Regions from separate parts of the Zea mays genome. Here region 1 is linked to region 2. A link is a contact called in public Hi-C data. All regions are on one chromosome and are shown on one strand. The core of a region is the stretch at or near the end of the contact, and the rest is flanking DNA. Distances in the headings are between cores, read along the strand shown. Region 1 holds the start of LOC100273176. Region 2 holds the start of LOC100217127 (Tetratricopeptide repeat (TPR)-like superfamily protein).

Region 1 (6,715 bases), core at 2,026-4,525, 210 kb before region 2:
TAGTACAGGGGCAACATGGCTGACACATTATGCAGAAGCCGCCAACAGCTCCCTTTCAGCTCGCTCGCGGATCCTCCGCTCCAACTCTGGCCTGAAGTGCCTGATAAGCCCCTGCACAGGCCATGCCGCAGCATCCCCAAGCGCACAGATAGTATGCCCTTCGATTTGCTTCGTGACCTCATGAAGCATGTCAATTTCCTCCAGCTTCGCGTCACCAACCTTGAGCCTCTCCATGATCATCCAGAGCCAGGGTGTCCCCTCTCGGCAAGGCGTGCACTGCCCACAACTCTCATGCTTGTAGAAGTAGGACAGCCTAGCAATCGCGTCAACGACATCCGTAGATTTGTCCATCACGATAACAGCTGCGGTACCCAATCCAGATTGCACAGCCTTCAGTGCATCATAGTCCATCAACACATCATCACATATGTGCTTTGGCAAAAGGGGAACAGATGAACCGCCAGGAATTACCGCAAGCAGGTTGTCCCATCCCCCTCTCACACCTCCACAGTGCCTCTCGAGCAACTCCTTCAGAGGTATGCTCATTTCCTCTTCCACGGTGCAAGGTTTGTTCACATGCCCTGAGATGCAATAGAGCTTGGTTCCAGAGTTGTTCTTGCGCCCAAAGCTTGCAAACCATTCTGGACCGCGCCTAAGAATTGTTGGGGATACAGCCACAGTTTCTACATTAGTCACAGTTGTGGGGCAGCCGTAGAGCCCAGCATTGGCTGGGAAAGGTGGCTTCAGCCTAGGTTTGCCCTGCTTCCCTTCAAGGCTCTCTAGTAGGGCGGTCTCTTCACCACAGATGTACGCACCAGCACCAAAATGAATATGCACATCAAAATCATAACCAGAGCCACAAGCATTCTTACCCAGAAGTCCAGCTGCATACGCTTCCTGCCGAGCTTTCTCAAGGTTGAGACGCTCATTCACGTATTCACCTCTAATGTAGATGTAAGCAGCTGATGCCCTCATTCCAACTCCAGCAATAAGGCATCCTTCCAGAAGCTTGTGGGGGTCATGGCGCATGATTTCTCTATCTTTGCAAGTTCCAGGCTCACTCTCATCAGCATTAACGACAAGATAAGAAGGGCGTCCATCTGAAACCTTGGGCATAAAGGACCATTTGAGACCAGAAGGAAAACCTGCACCTCCACGACCCCGAAGACCTGATTTCTTCATTTCATTAACTATCCAGTCTGCCCCCTTGATCACCAAATCCTTGGTCCTATACCAGTCACCTCTCTTCATCGCGCCTTTCAGAAAAGGGTCATGCAGACCATAGAGGTTGGTGAAAATGCGATCCTCGTCTTTGAGGCCACCAAAGTGAGTCTTCTCTGGAGGGGGTGGGGGAGGCGGAGGTTGTGGTGTGCTTGACGTAGTGGCGGCCTGGGTGCTAAGTGATCTACTAGCAGGACAAAGGCCAGCACCATTGAGAGAACGAGCAGGCTGTGCCCTTGATAAAGAATGAATGTACTCAATTGCAGCCTGAAAGAAAGTTAAAAGTGAGGGGCATGCCAACGAATCATAGTAGTCTGGGAAATAACATATTGTTAGGAAAAAGTGCTTTTACACTATTCATAAATTGATATATTCATAGTTAGTTTACTGCAGTGACTATCAGAAATTCAGAAGCAAAAGGTGGAAAGATTCATTCCCAAGTGAGTAAAGCGGTACTAACATTTCAATTTTCATCGATAGGATTCAAATACCATGATCAACATATGGCAATGAATTTATATGGACTCTGTTGCCTCCAGTATATCAAGTAGCACAGAGTAAATTGATAAAGAAAAAAAGGAAAAAGAAGAGACAGTGACTAGATAAGAACTAGGACATCACAGCCAATTTTTTTACAGTTTTCTACAAGATCTGGCTGTAGCAGAAAAATTACTGAATGACACGAAGATAAGGATTGTACATGAATCAGGAGAAAACAGTAAAATTAATGATATGGTTTCAGGATCTCAGATCAGTTCATATTTCCATACAAGAAATGAATGTGCAAGTCACAGCATATCTGAAAAAATCCATATGCTTAAAGCTTTCATATCAGTCTACCAGATGACAAACTAACAACAAAGGCCTGACAACCAATTCAACAATATTTAAAATCTAGTCCACAAATACAAAACTCTGCTCAGCCAGTAGCAAGTAAGCAATTCAGATTATCCTACTAGTCACATAAGAGTGATAAGAGGAAACCTTCATTATCTGCTACATGACTATTTGAGACATAGCCCAGAGTTATGAATGAAATACCAAGAATAAAATAGGTGGAGTATTTAAGATGGTGAAAGTTATTTGCTGCAAAAATCCAGTGGCCTATCCAAGGATGCAGAAACACCATGTTCAAATTCACCTAAACACCATGTTCAAATTCCGAAAGGTCTACACACAAAAAAAAAAATTATACGAAGTCCCTTTTGTTCCCTATTACTGAATACCTGACCACGTTTACCGAATCAAACAAAAAGTAGCAATTAACAATGGAATGCACCCACAGGACATAAGCATAGCTAGAAGAACAAAGTTTGTCCCTCGTTTGGATTTTGGATCAAGAGCAGCATTAGTATAGATTTTCTTCAATGATGCTGTCCACAAGAATAGCATGTTCAGGTTCAGACTCTCAGTTCACAATTGAACCTCGCATGTTCCAGTGGAAACAACTCTTACAACAGGTACATATTAATCATGCAGAAAGAGTGGAGGGGTGCACTGTTGCACTCCAAGCGCATCTCCCCTCGAAAGTCGAAACCCTGCCCCTGTCTCAGTTTTTCACCCATTTCCAAACATTGTCAATCTAACATGCCGTCGCGCCGGAAGAGATTAAATTCCATCACCACGCGAAATACAGCAACAGGCCAACAACTGAAACCCGCCCCTACCCCTACCCTCCGCGGCTCGAACCCACATGCCTCCCAGAGTGCGGCTACGACGCCAGCTGGCTAGGCCCAACTCGCGCGCGGGATTCCGAATCTCCCGGCTACTGGATCCAACCGAACAAAATGTCAAGGATACGGAGAAGGGGGGGGGGGGGGGGGGGTGTCGGACCTTGCGTTCGAAAGAGATCTCTGCCGATCTGAGGAGCGCCCGTCGCAGCGCCATCGCCGCCCCCCGGCTCTGCCGGTTTGGTCGGATTGGGGGAGATCGGGGAGGGGAAGGAACAGAGGACGTGGAGAGAGCAGCGGCTGCGTGGGGGAGCTCCTCGCCAGAAGAGGATGCGCGGACGGAGGCCAGCCGCCTGCCTGCCTGCACACGCACGCACGCAGACGCGAAAGCGATACCACGCCGCGTTATTGGGCCTGGACCGAGGAGCAGATCGGCGTTCATTTTATTTGGGGGGAATAAAGGATCTAGGCGGTTCAAAAGCTAATGGTCTAATTTTGTGAAATCTCTATCTCGGTCTCTTGTTTACTTCTCTAAAACACAATCTTCCACCGGAAATAGATAAGACTTATCACAAACGACTCGCAGTAGTCACCTAATCTCACGCTAAATTCACATCCGTGATTAAGGGCATGTTTGTTTACCCCTATGGATTATATAATCTGAATTATTTTTGGAGGATTATATAATCTGGATTATATAATCTGAGTAGTTCTGTTTGTTTACCCAGATTATTTGAGTTGTTAATAAGATTCTTTTGTACGAGAAAGACAAGAATGCCCTCTATATTTGTACTAGGTTGAAACTCATATATGAGATGAACAATGTAACAAACGTTTCTGAGTATTCATAATTTATTACATAAATAATTTGAAAAAAAAATCAATTGACATTGGCAAATATTGCATTAGCAATATTATCACGGAAGGCATTCATGTCACCTTCTTCATCCCCAAATTGACTAGTACTAGGCTGAGATGATGGCATTGACATATAATCTTCATCTTCATCACAACGGTCAAATTCTTTATCTGCCAAAGAACTGTCACGAATAAAATTATGAAGAGCCATACATGCATGTATTATTTTGGATTGTTTGGCCATAGGATAACTGGGTAGGTGTAACAGAATTCAGTCCATATGATGAAATCAACAAGTCATGCAACTTTTCAATAAGAGGTCTACTCATCCGAAACATATCATAGCAATTGTTTGGATTACTAATTGTTGTCATCACCCAATCATAGCCAGTTGAACTAGGTTTTCTTCTCACTGACTTGTTAAGAAAAGTTTCACCATAATACGTACCAAATGCATCGAGCATAGATCCAACTCTTTTCAACATTTGGCCTCGATCTCGCGCAGCTACAAAAGCCTCGTCCTCCTCCTCATCCTCATTCACATCTACATCAAGCTACAAATCAAGCTACAAACAACATTTGGCTTGCGCTTGCGTGTGGACCACGCGATGTGGTGGTCGCAGAACAGGTACCCCGGCACGGCCGCCTTCTTGCAGCGCCACCGCTTCCCGTCGTTCCGGCTGCACATGGCGGGGGGCGGGATCGCGCGGAGGGTGGGGGCTGGGCGGCGTGTTTCTGTTGGGCGGCGGGCTCGCAAAAACGATTCGGTGGATTATAATGGCAATGGTGGGTAATTTCTAGGAAACTTGAAAGGGTAGTGGGGGAAGTGGGGAAAAATAATCTGAAATAAGCACCTCCTCACTTGCTTATGGATTATCATAATCCAAGGGGTTAGATTATATAATCTCGACAAATAAGCTGGACTGTTTGTTTGCCTCTTAGGATTATTTAATCCAGATTATATAATCTGGGGGGTAAACAAACAGGCCCTAAAGATGACAATGGCTCCTATCCCGATTCCCCGTGGGAAATTCCTCCATTGGGATTGTTCGGTTATTCTTATTACACATGAATTAGAGCGGATCAGGAAAAATTAAAAATAATAGCTTATCCATTTTCATCTTAACCCATGTGGATTGGAGGGTATTGGATGAGTTTAAATCTCAAACAAATCAAAAAATTTCTTATTTTTTTCCAATCCCAAACTCTATTGCATGTTGTTCATCGAGTCATGATGGGGCATGGACATGCTCTTGGATGTGACTACAAAGTTCACATAATTCTGAGTTCATGTCATCAAAGCGATCATCAGTAGCCTCCAACGTCTCCCTAAACTATGCATCCACTTGAGTCTGCATAGACTGAAAACGACCACCCATATGATGTTGTAGAGCCTGGAATTGACCATCTAGTGGGTCTAGAACCCATGCTGCAACTGCTGGAAGTAGGGATCAAATGAACCTGAAGATGGCTACCAGTATTGTCCATGCTGAGGTGGAGGTTGTGGCATCTTGTAACACCCCGTCTAATCCCTGGACCGGCGGTACTTACTCCTGGCAGCTCTCTAGGATCATATATTGTCCCCACAGACCAACACGAGTCTTTTGTGCGCACTTTGTCCTCACTCATGCGCACCCGAGAAAACTTCTCGGTCGGTCACCGATCCCAAATTGCTCCAAGCCAAGCACGCTTAACTTGGAGGTTCTTTCGAGATAGGCTTCCGAAAAAGAAGATGCACCTTATTGGTATGAATACTCTATTAATTCTATTAAACCTTGGGCCAGGATATCTCATCCCAGGGGCCAGGATATCACAATCCACCCCCTTAGAAGACTGATGTCCTCGTCGGTAAACCCCAATCCAGGACCTCCCCCTCTTAGCCACGTCTGTGTGTCTAGTGTCGTCCTATGCCATGCCATGTGACCACTCCGGGCCCACATGCGTCGTGCGCCATATACCCGAACCCCCTAGCCCACACACACCCGTGAAACCTCAAGGGTCGGCTTTGATACCACTTGTAACATCTCGTCCAATCCCTGGAGCGGCGGTACTTATTCCTGACAGCTCTCTAAGATCATATATTATCCTCATAGACCAATACGAGTCTTTTGTGCGCACTTTGTCCTCACTCATGTGCACCCGAGAAAACTTCCCGGTCGGTCACCCATCCCAAATTGCTCCAAGACAAGCACGCTTAACTTGGAGGTTCTTTCGAGATAAGCTTCCGAAAAAAGAAGACGCACCTTATTGGTATGAATACTCTATTAATTCTATTAAGCCTTGGGCCAGGATATCCCATCCCAGGGGCCAGGATATCACACATCTGCTGAGCTTCCTCATGAATAGGAGCATCATGCTCATCATCACTTGCTGCCTCTCCATCATTTGATAATGGAGTTAGAGGTCTGATTAGGAAAGCAGTCTCATTCTTGAAAGGTTTAAACTAAGTGTGATCCACCTCACATCTGCCCTCAAACCTTATCTTTGCCTTGATCAAGGCCATGATATAAGGTTCTTAGGTCAAATTTTGGTTCTTGTCCATATTGAGGTGATTGGGTTGTCCCGGCATAAAGGTGGCCACATTCATTACCTCACCATTCATCACATGGTGAATAATGTTTAAAACTTATCTCTAATCTTGTTTTTTCCGCACTCTTGGGAAGGAGGTGACTCTAGCAATCTTGTTGATCATTGAAGATGGTGTCTGAGTCCTCATGTTTCACCAATTCTTCTATCAATCCCTAACCTTGCAGGCTCATAACATTGCACATGTTCCTCAAGGTTATCCTTAGTATAAAGGTCAATGCAAGCTGATATCAAATCATAGTTCAAACTATTTGCGGCAGCAAATTCAGCAAAAGTCCCATCACACCTCTTAAAGCCTGTCATCTAGATATAGTTTTATCCTCAATATCTATCTCAACAATTGCAAGGAAATGTCTGATTACCATCTCATTATAATCTGT
Region 2 (6,603 bases), core at 498-2,997:
ACAGTGGACTTTCTATCTTAATTACTGTAGTTATGAAAGGTTATTTGCTAATAAGCCTCTATTTAGGCCTCAACTCAATAGTTGGGCCCCCACTCGGATTTTGGGCTAGGTCCGTCCCTGACTGGATAGTTTAACTTTATACTAGCAAACAATGAATGAAAAAGATCGGAGGAAATACATTTTAACTTTTGTGCCATTGCAAAAGGTATATCCAATGATTTATAGCTTAGAGGTAGGGATCACGTTTTTAAGCCATTGAGTAGTGCAATAGGCAAGAGGCTAGCAGATACTCAAGAGATAGTCACACATATTCCACGATACGTCTCCCTCACAACAAGATGTTCATGACTAATTAACGCAGTTTCTATCTCCTCCATGTTCATTTAGCTTAGAGGTTGTGCTAGCTTTTACTGTTGGAGATGGCCCGTTTGTTACCCTCTAAATTATATAATAGACCTGTTTGGATCCACAACATTAAAACAATGTGACTAAAATTTAGTAAGTTTAGAAGCTAAACTTTCAAACACAAAGAGCTAAAAATGACTAAAATATTTTAGTTCCTTTAACTTTCAAGGAGGTGCTAAAACTAACTAAAGTCTCTACTTTTACTGCTCTACCCCTCTCCACTTCCGGACTTCCCCCTCACGCAACCCACTCCGAGGCCAGGAGTGGAACCAAAATAAAATATGACTGATGGCATATTTGTAAGGACAAACACCAAAAATAACAAAGCGGGGACATCTAAATTAGATTAAGCAGGGGACTTTATGGTGACAATCTAGACTCTAATACTAAGAACAAATAAATGAGCAGGAGCATGTGCCCTCACTCGGGCCTACTTGGGTCCGCCCCTGTCCCAGGCCCTCGACGACTGTGCAGCAAGGGGTGGTGTTGGGTTGTTGGCTACGCCATGGCATTAGTGAACAACATTTAATGTTATTAATGATTGTTTAGTCACTTGTTCCAAACAAGTGGTGACTAAAATTTTCACTTTGTTTTAGTTTTGTAAATCCAAACAAGTACATAATCTAGCTTAAATAAGTTGAGAGATAAATAAGCAACACATGTGTTTCCCTTCTAGATTATATAAGTTGAATTATGGTGGAATGGTAGGATAGTAAAATATCACTTTGAGATCACAAATAAGCTAAAATAAGCTATCTAATACTAACTTATTTTAGTCTATTTGTCGTCCTAAAGTGATATTCTACCCTTCCACCACAGTCCAATTTAAATAATCTAGGATGAAAACAAACACACCCTTATTAGGTGGATTATGTAATCTAGATATCTAGATTATAATAATCTATAAGCAGGTCAATATGTTCTTATATATTTAATAAGTTAAATTATATAATCCTGAAAGTAAATAAACATGGCCTAAGATAAATCATGTATGTTTTTCTACGTGATTGCATTGCAACATTGGTTGCCTTATTGAAGATCTATCCTAGACCTTGTATATTCATATAAGTTGACTTGTTATTGTGTTGGTCTTTGTTTGATGGCTAATGGATGAGCGAGATCGATTGTTTGATGTGGGAAATCAGATGTCTATTTTGCACTTGATAATTTGAAATAGAAAGAGTACGCCGGCCGGAAGTATCGATCGAAAAGAGCCCAAAACCACCCGGCCACCTGCGCTTGGTCTCGGGCCTCGTTAATTCCCCAAATCACCTCCATCTTCCAAGCCCGCGCCGCTTGGGCCTGGTCCGCAGAGTCCACCTCCATGCTCTCCACTGTCGCCTGCGAGACGCCCACCTAGCAGCGACGCCACTGGGGCCGCCCGCTCCATCGCGTCGACGTCGAGGACGCCGCGCCGCCAATCACCGCCCCGCTCCCTCCTCTCCACCGCTTACAATCCCCAGAAGGCGGTCGCCGGTCTCCCCCTCGCGCCCTACCCGCCTCCATCGCCTGCTAGCGCGCCAGGCCGGACTCTTAAACCCTAGCGAGGCTCGGCCAATCCCCGCGTCAGGATGCCGTCAGCGTCGGGTCCGGTGGCCGTGGCGTCGGCGCCGGCGCCGGTGAAGTCCGCACCGTCCCTGGCCGTCGGGATCTCGCCGGACTTGTACCCAACGGAGGACGACCTGCCGTACGAGGAGGAGATCCTGCGGGAGCCCTTCAAGCTCAAGGGGTGGTGGCGCTACCTCGTGGCCCGCGCGACCGCGCCGTTTGCCAAGCGCGCCGTCATCTACGAGCGCGCGCTCAAGGCGCTCCCGGGAAGCTACAAGCTCTGGCACGCCTACCTCCGCGACCGCCTCGACCACGCGCGCCCGCACCCCATCGACCACCCGGCCTACTCCTCCCTCAACAACACATTCGAGCGGGCGCTGGCCACCATGCACAAGATGCCGCGCGTCTGGGTCCTCTACCTCACCTCGCTGCTCGACCAGCGCCTGCTCACGCGCGCGCGCCGCGCCTTCGACCGCGCGCTCCGGGCGCTCCCCGTCACGCAGCATGACCGCATCTGGCCGCTGTACCTTCGCCTCGCTTCGCTTCCGGCCTGCCCCGTCGAGACGTCGCTCCGAGTCTTCCGCCGATACCTCCAATTTGACCCCTCCCACGCTGAGGACTTCATCAATTTCCTCATATCAGCCAACCACTGGCAGGAGGCCGCCAACCGTCTAGCTTCTGTGCTCAACGACGACGGGTTCCGCTCAGTTAAGGGGAAAACGAGGCACCAGCTCTGGCTTGAGCTCTGTGAGATCCTCACCAAGCACGCTGATGAGGTTGCTGGCCTCAAGGTGGACGCCATCTTGCGTGGTGGGATACGCAAGTTCACTGATGAGGTCGGCAAGCTGTGGACCTCACTGGCTGATTACTATGTCAGGAGAGGCCTTTTTGAAAAAGCTAGGGATGTGTTTGAGGAGGGTGTTTCTTCAGTGGTTACCGTCAAGGAGTTCAGTGTGGTGTTTGAGGCATATACACAGTTTGAGCAGAGTATGCTTGCGGCAAAGCTTGAGGCTGCTGAGGAAGAAGGGGCTGAGGATGAGAACGAGGGAGGGGGCAGGAAGAGTGGGATGGATAAGTTATCGAAGAAATTCCTCAATGAATTCTGGTTGAACGATGAGGATGATACTGATTTGAGGATGGCAAGGTTTGAGCGGCTGTTGGATCGCAGACCAGAGCTTCTTAGCAGTGTGCTGCTGCGACAGAATCCACACAATGTGGAGGAATGGCACAGGTGTGATCTGCTATAACACCTGAACTTTATTGGTTGTGCTGTCTAGGCAGATTTATCACCTGGATGTGTGCAGATTGAGCTAGCAATTGTGTATCACAGTCAACTGTTAATGTTTCTGAGGGATTGTTCAGTTTCTGGCACCCTTTGAATGCATGCCCCCACCCCCCACCCGACCCACCCAATAATTTTCATTAAGATGTTTGTCAGAATTTTAGACAAGCTAGGATATCAATCTTCTGGATTGTAGGTTACTACTTGATACATCAATCTTAATTGGAAAATTCGTGATGAACCAATCAACCCATTCCACAGAATTACAAGCACGCAAAACTTGCAACATTGTGCTCCCTCTTTTCAAAACTAAGTATGCTGTAAAATCAACTCCCTCAGTTCCCAACTTATAGTTCACTTTAGCTTTGCCCGAAGTCAATTTGGTTCAGTTCAATTCTCCATGAAATGTCTTGATAGTGCATTTATCCCCTCAGTTCCCAAATTATAGTTCAATTTAGCTTGAACCAAATTCAATTTGGTTCAGTTCAATTCTCCATGAAATATGTCTTGATAGTGCATCTATTTGGAATTGTAGTACTTACTTTGTCAAATTTAGAGAATTTTGATTTAATACAAAACTAAAGTGGACAATAATTTCGAACAAAGAGTGCTATTGTATGAGTTAATTGGGTATTTTAAGGCATGGACATGTGGTTGTAAGTGTCACAGTTTCTCTATAGCTGGGAAAATTACTGATTCTTTAGTGATTGCAAGTGGCTCAGATCTCCTTTAAATAATTATGTCGTGAGATGTAAACATGTAGTGTGCTACTAATTCACATTACCATTTCCTTTTGTTCTGGTTTGATGGATTGGCTAACAATGCAACAATATGTCAATATGTGCAGGAGGGTGAAACTCTTTGAAAAGGATCCTGCAAGGCAAGTAGCGACATATGTTGAGGCCGTGAAAACTGTAGACCCAATGAAGGCAGTTGGGAAACCACATACTCTGTGGGTGGCATTTGCAAAGATGTATGAGAAACACAGTCGTCTAGATAGTGCTGAAGATATCTTCAAACGGGCTACTCAAGTTAATTATAAGGCAGTTGACCATTTAGCTAGTATCTGGTGTGAGTGGGCAGAGATGGAGTTGCGCCACAACAATTTTGACAAGGCTATTGAACTGATGAGGCAAGCAACATCAGAACCCTCTGTTGAGGTTAAGAGGCGGGGTATAATTTATGCTGTTAGATCTGTGTTATTTCTAAATTTTCCTGTATTTTACAGAACATTCATGCTAACAATATGATTGATGCAGCTGCTGCTGAGGGGGATGAGCCTGTCCAAATGAAAGTGCACAAATCTTTGAAACTGTGGAGCTTTTATGTTGATCTGGAGGAGAGCCTCGGAACCTTAGACTCTACCCGTGCGGTTTATGAGAGAATATTGGATTTACGAATTGCCACTCCACAGATAATTCTCAATTATGCATATCTCCTCGAGGTAATATCTTTCTCCAAATTCAGCATGTTTTACGTTTCAAATAGGATCTTTTAATGTATCTTTTAATATTCTGTCTGCTACTGTTCTCTCACAACAGGAGCACAAGTATTTCGAAGATGCATTTAAAGTGTATGAAAGGGGCGTGAAAATATTCAAGTATCCCCACGTTAAGGCCATCTGGGTGACCTACCTTACAAAGTTTGTACATAGATACAAGCGAAGCAAGTTAGAGCGAGCAAGAGAGCTTTTCCATGAAGCTGTCCAACAGGTATGTAAAATTTCACCCATGCTTTGTTTTACGCGCAATGTGCTCCTCACAATCATATTCACCACTTTTTAGCATCATCATATGGGCATGCATTGAAAAATTCATAGAAAAAGTCATGTATCAAGATGTTTTAGCTTTTCTAGATACATTGATTTTACTATGCATCTAGTCATGTATCTAAATACATAGCAAAAGTCATGTATCAAAAAAAGACAAAACATCTTATAATTTGGAATGGAGTGCAATTTAAGCACCATGGCAAGTTTTTCAATTCCAAATTACACTTGATTCTGTGCTTCTTCTGGAACCATGTGTCCCTCAGCTCCTGTTGTAGTATGTCATATTATTCCTCACTCTTGATTTACTTGTTTGAGTCACTGTTACCTGCATGCAACTTTGGATTCTTGAGGAAGTTACTTTCAACTTCTTGCTTCTGTACTTACACTATTTATTGTGATCAGGCTCCTGCAGAGGAAAAGAAGCCCCTATATTTACAATGGGCAAAACTGGAGGAAGACTATGGTCTTGCAAAACGTGCTATGAATGTATATGATGAGGCTGTAAGAGCTGTTCCTAACTCTGAAAAAATGGCCATGTACGAAATCTATATAGCACGCGCTGCCGAACTCTTTGGTGTTCCAAGGACAAGACAAATATATGAGGTAAGCATATTATCCTTTTCCTTGGGCTTGTGATTGATGCCTTATAGTTTTTGTCTACAATTGATGTACTATATCATTTTTTAGATCAGTTTTTGTTTCAACACATCATTATAGGAAAGAAATTGATATGCATCTGACATCTGAGTTCTTTAACGCTGTTTTTTTACTATTATTTGGTAACTGGATGGATTAATATATATGTTTCTTGATTCTTCTATAGTGACACTAGCAAGCCCGTCTTCTGCTTTTGATTGCTGTCTTGTATTTGTTTTACTTGTTAGGGCATGTTTGTTTGGGATTATAATCTGCCCAGATTATATGATCTGAGTAGATTATAATCCCAAACAAACAACCCCTTAGACTGGCTGTGTTATACTCTTATCCTAGGATCTAGTTTTACTAGCTACTACAACATTTTACCAAATGAAAAATGTGAGCTGGCTAAGGGCCTGCCCCCCCCCCCTCTATTTTACTAATTATTAACGACATGAATGAATACATGTCTTGCGTTCCCACTGGCCATCTTGATTTTATTGTGCATTCCATACTCTAGATTGAACCTGGTTGTCTCTTCAATATTTGCAGATGTTTTGCTGATGACTTATAGTTCGATACTGACTTTTCCTGCTATCTTTGTTGTCACATTTGCAGCAAGCAATTGAATCTGGCCTCCCAGACAGAGATGTGCTGACAATGTGCATGAAATTCGCTGAGCTAGAGAGAAGTCTTGGGGAAATCGATCGTTCGCGTGCCATCTATGTGCATGCATCCAACTATGCTGATCCAAACAATCCTGACTTTTGGAAGAAGTGGAATGATTTTGAGATTCAGCACGGTAACGAAGATACATTCAGGGAGATGCTTCGTATCAAACGCACAGTGGCTGCTAGCCGCAGTCAGGTATGCCAGACTTATCAACTTAATTTGCAGTTTGACATGAACATGAATTATTGTGTCACAAATTAACACCAACTTATAACGTTATGCAGACACA

Evidence for each region. Hi-C and Micro-C count contacts between places; a contact is called where the count stands out from the background.
Region 1: a contact with region 2 is called in a Hi-C map of leaf, with 7 times the contacts expected there. The contact joins the promoter of LOC100273176 here to the promoter of LOC100217127 in region 2. A contact is called at or near these places in 2 of 25 Hi-C or Micro-C datasets (endosperm and leaf).

The regions. Positions count from the first base shown.
Region 1 is chr7:179,328,137-179,334,851 of Zm-B73-REFERENCE-NAM-5.0, reverse strand. It overlaps LOC100273176, which reads right to left and starts at 3,275. Exons shown (of 2, transcript NM_001147621.1): 1 at 3,055-3,275; 2 at 1-1,488. The coding sequence starts at 3,108. The coding sequence ends at 28.
Region 2 is chr7:179,119,887-179,126,489 of Zm-B73-REFERENCE-NAM-5.0, reverse strand. It overlaps LOC100217127 (Tetratricopeptide repeat (TPR)-like superfamily protein), which reads left to right and starts at 1,747. Exons shown (of 7, transcript NM_001350710.1): 1 at 1,747-3,184; 2 at 4,083-4,408; 3 at 4,495-4,679; 4 at 4,777-4,947; 5 at 5,409-5,609; 6 at 6,261-6,509; 7 at 6,599-6,603. The coding sequence starts at 1,977.